2 separate regions of the Bombyx mori genome follow, and region 1 is linked to region 2. A link is a contact called in public Hi-C data. All regions are on one chromosome and are shown on one strand. Each heading gives the region's core, a stretch centred on a gene start, on an enhancer-like site or on the middle of the called end of the contact. The rest is flanking DNA. Distances are from core to core; before and after follow the strand shown. Region 1 holds the start of LOC101742739 (uroporphyrinogen decarboxylase). Region 2 has its middle 24 kb from the start of LOC101743032.

What was found. A called contact is a pair of places that touch in the nucleus more often than the background predicts.
Region 1: a Hi-C map of whole pupa shows a contact between it and region 2, with 2.4 times the contacts expected there. The contact joins the promoter of LOC101742739 here to the enhancer-like site in region 2. A contact is called at or near these places in 2 of 7 Hi-C or Micro-C datasets (both in whole pupa).

What each region holds. Positions count from the first base shown.
Region 1 is chr13:8,364,879-8,369,149 of ASM3026992v2, forward strand. It overlaps LOC101742739 (uroporphyrinogen decarboxylase), which reads left to right and starts at 2,555. Exons shown (of 7, transcript XM_004927814.4): 1 at 2,555-3,103; 2 at 3,175-3,462; 3 at 3,531-3,689; 4 at 3,773-3,916; 5 at 4,040-4,195. The coding sequence starts at 3,086. It overlaps LOC110385550 (a long non-coding RNA gene), which reads right to left and starts at 994. Exons shown (of 3, transcript XR_002430813.3): 1 at 781-994; 2 at 588-646.
Region 2 is chr13:8,297,280-8,302,057 of ASM3026992v2, forward strand. No RefSeq gene overlaps it. Among protein-coding and RNA genes, the nearest start is that of LOC101743032, 24 kb to the left of the region's middle. Within about 2 kb of position 1,817, at least 3 of the 8 cell types and tissues checked have open chromatin away from gene starts, as enhancers often do.

The sequences.
Region 1 (4,271 bases), core at 1,305-3,804, 68 kb after region 2:
TTGTTCTTTCGTATAAAAAATGGTTTCCCACACTATTTCAAAAACAAATTAAATTATGACGTCTAACCACCTTTTGCCTTCAATTCAGTTTTTATAGATATTGGCAATACCAGAAGCAAAGCGATCCAAATCGCACCAACTTTATTTTGTTTTTAATTTCGTAGTAGGTATAATAACGTGATTTAAAAATGAAGCTCGGCGTTATTGTTTGTGATCCTTTACATTTGCACCCAGCAAAATGAAATCTCTAGCAAAATTTGTCTCACAACATTACATACAGAATGCGCAAGTCACACTGCACCTGCATGATTCTTTTTTTATTTAATCCGAGGATTGCATAACATTTTTTGTTTCTCAGTCTATCGAAATTTGTTTAATAAATGCAACTGTGTTTAATCCAAAGCGACGTGCTTTTACACTGCATCTTTCCATAAGTGGTCCTTTATTTCCGAACAGTCCACAAAATCAACACTGGCGACTATGCAACTACTGATGCCAATAACCCATGAGTAACTTATTTATTTTATTTAATGGGCAAACGAACTCATCGTTACATATAACAATTAGACCACATATTATGTACATACCTATTATCTAAAGGTGGATAATCACTTTTCAATAATCTCGGGAAACAAGTGAGCAACGTCTAGAAAGCAAAGAAAAAAAATCAGAATCCTTTAAGCTTGATGATAATGATCTTTGATATATAACTAACGAACTGTTCACACATTAGTTAAAACACACAATATTGGTTAAAAAATAATTTTAAAACGTACCTACCTATGTAGTATTTTTCTTACTTTCTTTGATAAGTCAGAAGAACATAACTTTTCACTACGAAATAAATACGAAATCATAATATTCGAATTTATTTTTAAAATTCCGAAGTCACTCAAAATCCGATCTCAGTTTTTTTTTTTATCTAAAGCGAATAAACTTTATTAGGAAAGTGGGATAAAGGTTTGATACAAAAAATACTATATTGTGAAAGGTCGCCCTGTGTCGCTTTACAAAAACTTTGTTATCGTAGACCCCTCTCATTTATTTTATTTTTTTTCACTTTGATAGGTGCGGTGCGGCAGGTAGACGAAAAATCTCGCAAACTTTGCATAGGTATTTTAAGATTTACATTTTTTTATGATGAATGACATTATAGTGAAATGTATAAAGTAAGAATGTATAAATGTACGATTTCTTCTCTGCAGAAATAGGCGCTGTGAAGACAATACGCCCTTCCACCAGTAGATGCTGATTAAATATCGCAGGACACTGGTATGACAATCAAAGAACACTCCTGCCCGTTCTATTAGCTGTTATAACCTCGCCTTTAACGACATTCACGTTAAGAAGTAGCCTGGTTTTAGTCTAAGCAACACCAAACGGACACGGTTTTCGGTATAGAAATATAATAAAAAATGAATGAATAGATTAGTCTTCTTGAAACAACTAGCACTATGAATCTCTGTGCTCTGAGAGGCATTGAAGTTATAATAGACACCATGGTACCTCTTAGTGCCAGTTATGCAAATAAAATCGTTGAAATGTGAGACGTTCCTACTCAATAAAAAAAATTGCAACAAATGATTACACAATGTAGCATTCTACACGAATAAATTTTACGATGAAGGAATAAGATTTCAGAACTATAACTCTGCGAATGTACCTACTGCATTGTGTTTCTCTCCCTACCTATTCGCTGGTAGCCTAAGGGGCTATTCCAGCTACGCCCGGACTAGTAGGTGAGCGCACGAGTTCAACCTGGGAGTATTTGCTAACACTACCCCCAGCCAAAGCAGTGCTTCGCGGAATCTACCACCGGATCGGAATCGCCACCCACTGAGAAGATCCGGCTAGAAACTTAGTGAGCTGTGTCTGTAGGTTAGTTCGCTCGTCGAGTTCGACAAGGACGGGGGGCGGTGCTCGAGAGGCCTAAAAAACCCGAGAGTGAATCCTGGGGATCCGACAAAACATGTTTCGGGCGACGGCAGTTTTGCGTTACCCCGTCGCGGTCGAATATGACATTGTGATATAGCGTGCTTTTTTTAGTGCTTGCGAAGGTAGACTATGGTACGTTTCTGCTGTGAGTGAACAGTAACGGATTTGATTTTCTCCGTTGCGGTACCTAAGTCAAACCCTACTTCTGCATCGAAGACAAGACGCTGCTCGTCCACAATGAACCAAAGAGACAGATAAAACAGCGCGCATGGTTCGCTATGTCCACGTCGCGTCGCAATCATACTAGTGGCCCTTTGCAATGCTACCCTGGCTACCCAGCCTCAGTAGCTAGTAACCTCAAGCTTTTCACGTTCACTCACGTTCGGTGAAGCTAGTACATAATATTGTCCATAGATAATAATATAAATAATAATTATATTATATAAAATAGTAATTTAATATTTAAGAATAGTCTCTCAAGCTTCTTACAACTTACGCATAGTTGTTAAATATAGCCACTGACGTATGAAACCTAATAGCACATATCGTAACTTGTAAGACAGCAGTGTTTGATATCTGATGTCAGTGTCAGTAATCTTATGTCGATTTAAAAAACTCAGACCTTTTTGGCGGGAGTGCGAAGAGTGAATTTGTTTGAATTTTTTATGTTTTTCATTTAGTGTTTCTTTAAGTTTCACTGTGTAATAACGGTGGCTTATTAACTATTGAGTATCTTTGAAAGTCCACAAATGTGGTAAAATAACAAAGCTACTGAACGTACATAGCTAATCGGTTTTTTTCAAAAAATTCACTGAAAAACTCTTAAAAAGTATTAACCTTTTTACTGAGACTTTATGTTTAATTTCATTCCAATTGATAAAGTCTCAAAATAATCAACTGCATCTCAGTTCGCTATCATATCCATATAATAACGGAATATAAAACTTGGCTTAAAGGTCTTGTTACAAGGCCATATAATATTAAAAATAAATAAAAAGAAAACAAAACTCATTAAAATCAGCTGGATAAACCAAGTCGGCCAATACATTAAATGTACATACATTAAAATTAATAGATTTTTTTATTTTACTCATAATTCATAATTTGGACCTGGTTAATTATTTTTTAATCAAAATCTTTCATTCATAACATGGAGTACTCTAACAAGGTAATAGCAGTTTGCTTTTGTGCATTTTACTAGACTTTTCACTATTAACAAAATCTTTGAATTTCCTTCAGAATTTTCCAGAATTGAAAAATGATAGACTACTTCGAGCAGCTTTAGGAAAAAGTGTTGACAAAGTCCCTGTTTGGGTAATGCGACAAGCTGGAAGATATTTACCAGAATTTCAGGAAGTCCGAGTTAAACACGATTTTTTCACGGTTTGTCGAACTCCAGAATTAGCTTGTGAAGTAACACTGCAGCCGCTCAGAAGGTATGAGCACTTGGATGCATCTATAATATTCAGTGATATTCTTGTGATACCACAAGCACTCGGCATGACTGTTGAAATGCACCCTGGAGTCGTAAGTAAAATCCAATTTAAAAATGCTCTACCCATTCTTGACATCATTACAAAAAAATGTATTTCTAGGGTCCAGTATTTCCTAAACCACTTCAAACCCCATCAGAAATAGATGGTCTCCAACCAGAAGGTGCAGTTTCAAGGTTGGATTATGTTGGAAAGGCTATCACACTGACAAGACATAAAATAGATGGTAAAGTTCCCTTGATTGGCTTTACTGGAGCTCCGGTAAATATCACAAATATTTAGGTATAATTTGATGCCATTGAAATATACTCATGTATTTAATTAATTTTGGGATAAAATTTTAGTTTACACTATTTGGATACATGCTAGAGGGTGGAGGAAGCAAAACAATGTCTAAAACAAAAGAATGGCTCGAGAAGTATCCTAAAGATGTCCATAGACTCCTTTGTCTTCTTACTAATGTTATAATTGACTATGTGGTGATGCAAGTAAGTTTGAAATAGTATATTTTTTGCTAAAAACATAATCGATCTTAATGTATCTTGAAAATCAAATATATTTGTTCAAATGGAAATGTATATAATTATATGTATATGCATGTATAACTGAAGGTGGAGAGTGGAGCGCAACTTCTGCAAGTATTTGAATCAAGTGCAGATCACCTCTCAAGAGAACAATTTACTGAGTTTTCTATTCCATATTTGAAAGACATTAGAAGTGGAGTTAGAGCTAAACTTACAGAAAAATCTTTAGAACAGGTTCCTATGGTAAGTTATTTATAGTAAAATAACTTGTAAATAACATGCTCTAGAGATAATCACACAATTAAGAATACTTATTATA
Region 2 (4,778 bases), core at 567-3,066:
TCTATATATTATATGATTATTATATTATAAATAATGGGCAAAACATACCCTACACAAAATATTATTCAATGATTTAATTTAATTACGCATTTTCCCCTGCAATCGAACAGCCTCAACCGTCCTGCAACAGAATTGAGGTTTCGACATCAATTCCCTAAATGGATGTTGGCACACATATTATTACATATATTTGCTTCGGTAAATTAACACCAAACGAAATATAAGCTTGTACTCAGCTTTAACAAAAAAAAATATATTGTAAAGCAACTTATAAATATTTTGCCTGAATTACGTTTATTCAGTGATACTTTACCTAATGCGGTCAGGCCAAACATGTGATAAAAATACCATAAATAAAGTTAAAGTATAATAGTCTTAAAGAGCGCAACATAGTGACATGTTAAAAGTTAAAATCGGTCTTTGGGCCGCGCCTGTGGCCAGTGACCTTGAATGCGCGGGCGCAATAGATTAGTCAGTCGGACACACATGCACCCTATAATGTTATTACACACGTGCATGTGTGAGTGCATGTCTGTGTGTTCTGGCTAGGGCCGATTACCGTGGGTACTTCTATGTTTGCGTTTATGTGATATCGCAGTTTAACGAAAAATGTACTCTCTCCTTAAACACTCGTATCAAACATGATAATATTTCTGTTTGTAGTATTGTATTGTACAAATCAGATGAAAAACTGGATAGGCACAAAAATATTGCAAATCTATGCTTATATTATTTTAAATGTAATAAATCTTTATAAATTATGATTACGTAGACAGAAAAAAACAGCCTCTACAAATATACTCGCACCTTGAACTGAACATTTCATTTGATTTGCTTCTTTCCATACACATTATGTTCTCGTCATTACCATTTTAATTAGCTCACGGTTATAACACTACTAATATATTAATGATAAAGATTTTAACGCTTGAAAACCTTTCAACTTAACCAAAGTATTCTAAGAGAGTTTCGATGAAAATGATTATCGCGTGGGCGTCGTGACAGGGGGGAAGAGTCGGGCCGATGCGACGACGTGGACGCATAATGGATGCATAATAATGGTGTGCCGCATCTCGTGAAAGTGCATCGGCTGCAGCCTTGACGAAGCCTTTCCCTCGTCCATCAACTGCGCCCGGCACCGCTCTCGCCGTTTGCACTATTACCGTTCATTAAACTATCGATTTGACATTTATCGTCTCTCAACCACTATGACACAAAGTAATCTTTTGAGGAATTTCTATACTTACTTTACAGCTTCTCTTTGTTGAATTCATAATTTATTAATCGTCAAGGATGTACGGTTTTGGTTTTACTTAGACATTTGTTTGTAGGAGCGCTATGTCATATCCTTCTTCGAATGAGGCTTGTGGAGAGTACTTAACGGTAGGCAGCGGTTTGGGTCGGCCCCTGGCATTGCTGAAGTCCATGGGTGACGGTAATCACTCACCATTAGGTAGGCCGTATGCTCGTCTGTCTACAAGGGCAAAAAATAGAGTTTTTTTTTTATTGTTTTGATGGGTGGACGAGCTCACAGCCCACCTGGTGTTAAGTGGTTACTGGAGCCCATAGACCTCTACGGCGTAAATGCGCCACCCACCTTTTTTGTGATTAGTACGTGAATAAAGTAAGAAATAATCAAACAGGGGTATGTTGTTTATAATCGGCTTCGAATAACAGAACTCCTTCCCCTTATGGTCGTGTGTGATAGGCGTGCCATGCATGGCTATAAGGCAGTACATCCTGGAGGCGGCGGCGGGGGCGAGTGCAGAGCGGAGGAGGGGGGCGGGGCGACAGACCAAGCGGTTATTTCGGTATGCACATTGCATGCAGCTCGGCGGCGGCGCACTTGCCACTCGAAATAGTCAGGTCAGGGACCGCGAGCCTCGCCTCAATCCTGCCCCAAGGTCAAGTCTCCGCAGCGGCACCTCCCCACCCGCCCGCCACCCCGACACTCGCGCCTATGCACATTCATGTAAATGCCCCTCGCTTGCCCGACGTCTATTATCCGAAAATTTCCAGACACATTTAATTAGTGTCCTAGCTTATCGAGAAATGACACTAAATGAGAAACACGATTTTGTTTGTTATTCGATTATCCTATGTTCACGCCCATTAGCGTCAAAGACGTAAACAAAAGCCTTAGGTAATTAGAAGTTAATAATGTGGATGCGGTTGTCTCATGAGGTGCTAAAATATGATCCCTTGAACTGATCTATCTAAACTATCAACGATTTTTATTTAGAAGCGACACAATTTTATTTGAACTGTACACAATTGTATTTTGCCTGTGTAATTTGAATGACACAGGCAAAAACTGTATTGTTTGAAGACTCTTTTTGAATCTCGTTTAAAATGGACATACCTAGCTCTGCAGAAAATAACGGAGAAGTAGCTTTCTTAAGCTTATCATTATTATTGTAGATGGACTGACGCATTCACGGACTCTCTAGTATCGAGCGGTTTCTTGTAATTGAAGACTCACCTGCTCTTCAAACCGGAATTTATGAATGGCAAATGCCTACTGTACAATCATCAATAGCCCATATTTAAAAGAATAGCTTATAGTTTGAGATAGGCAAGATGTCTGGAAATAAGAGATAATCAGTCTGTTTCAGCCCAAAATATTATATTATATATGTAAATGTAAACGTCTTACGCCCATCGCCTTATTAATCTATACCTACTAATATTAAAAAGACGAAAGATTTGTTTGTTTGTATTGAATAGGCTCCGAAACTACTGAACCGATTTGAAAAATTCTTTCACTGTTTGGAAGCTGCACTATTCCTGAGTGAAAAAATTATAGTCTATATGACTATAATTTTTTTTGAAAAAAATTAGCTATCGTTACTAAAACTCCAATAATGTAACCCAAGGTGTAAAAAAATTACCTAAATATTCTTTACATCGCGTGCCCTGCGAAAACTATTGATGATAGAATAAATTAATGTACTACGTCTTTGTAGAACACATTATTATTTACAAAAAGTGCCGCGACAGCATAAGTCTAACTATTATAGTTATGCCGCAATAAGTGTTCTTTTATGTAAAATATAAAACAACGTCAAATATCGTTGAAATTTTTGTTAAAAACCCGAGCGGAGCAGGAGCGGGTCGCTGGTATTTTATAAACCTCTTTTGGCACACAGCATACAGTACCAATTACATTCGTACTGTCGCATAACAATGTATTACTGTACAATGTATAAGTCGCAATTCTTTACGCCGCCACATATTCCTCTCTGCTCTATGAAATACCCTGATAACTTATCAAAGACGAATGTTATGCGAACGTGACTGTCCACCGTTTAATCGTTTCTTAATTGCGAATAAATAATCAATTAAATGGGAGAGAGATAAAACCGAGTTGTGCGTAGCTCCCATTAGCTGTTAAAGTTGCGATGTATTTTAAATTTGGTTTTTTAAATTAATTACATTTTAAAATTTGTGGCGATGCTCAACGATTTATTGGTTTCTATTTTAAGATATTGATATTTCATTACGTTCCAACTTGCGTTTGTTGGCTATTTAATATTCGAATTCCCTATCCTATTGCGCTTGACATTTTCCGCGTACATTTGTGCACAAAGTTTTCCGACCCATATCGTCGATTAGTTTAGGAATTATTTTTATAAATTAAATCACAAAGTAGCATACGGTCTGGTCTACCTCTGGGTAGTTCTAGAAAAATATTTATTTACTATAAATATGCTTTATTACGCTTTCCATACATTATATATTAAATTGTTAGTAACAATTCGTACACGCTTGTGTAATATATTAATTCGTCTTATGTAAGTATAATTTAGTGAAGTCAAATAATAACAGGATTCACCCTCACGTTGGTTAGTGGTCATTTTTATGGTTTCAGCTTCCCTTTAGTTTGGTCATCGACACCGAAATGTTTTAGGGAGACGCCGACACACAAATGTTACTAATTAAGTAAGAGGCGCACCTGAACGTTGGGTGTCATTCCGTGGCCGTATTAAATATAAGAGAAAATTTAGAGACGTATTCTTAAGTACAGTAGTAATACACACAAGTAAGTAATACAGCTGCTGCCCCACCCTTCAAACCGAAACGCATTACTGTTTCACGGCAGAAATAGGCAGGGTAGTGGTACCAGGGTAGTGGACTCACAAGAGGTCCTTTTTTTTACGCTGGGGAATCCCCATTTACGATAGCCGGTAAATGGATAAATTTGTTTTTAACAAAAAAAACGATTGACTAAAATACGTATTGGAAGTCAATTAATGAATATGCGTTAATAAGGATACCTCAAAAAGTACTACACATAAATATTGATGAAATTTAAACGGAACCACAGGTTTTCCTTTAAATAAAATTAAAAAAAAATCACAATTGATTCACCTAGAAAAAAGGTTCTGAAGTAGCACACATAAAAAAATCTTTTTTTAAGTCCTTAAAAAATACGTTAGTATCGAGTGAAGGATTCCTTTACCTACACTACAAAAATATTATCGCATAGACAATTATATAAATATAATTACTTATTAAACAAAGCTATATTATTAAGGTCTATAATTCCAAAAATGACAGTTTTGTATTAAAACGATCATAAATATAAAAACAATATCTATTTGTACTTTTACTTAAAATAGTTTTAATCCGAAATTATAATCGAAACGAGACTCGTAGGTTGAATATTATCCATAACTGTCGTCTTCAAATACTGTTTTAAATAAAGTTATAACCGTTCCTGACCTTACTTAAACTACATTTTCTCGAGAAGTATGTAAGTGTAATAATTATATAAA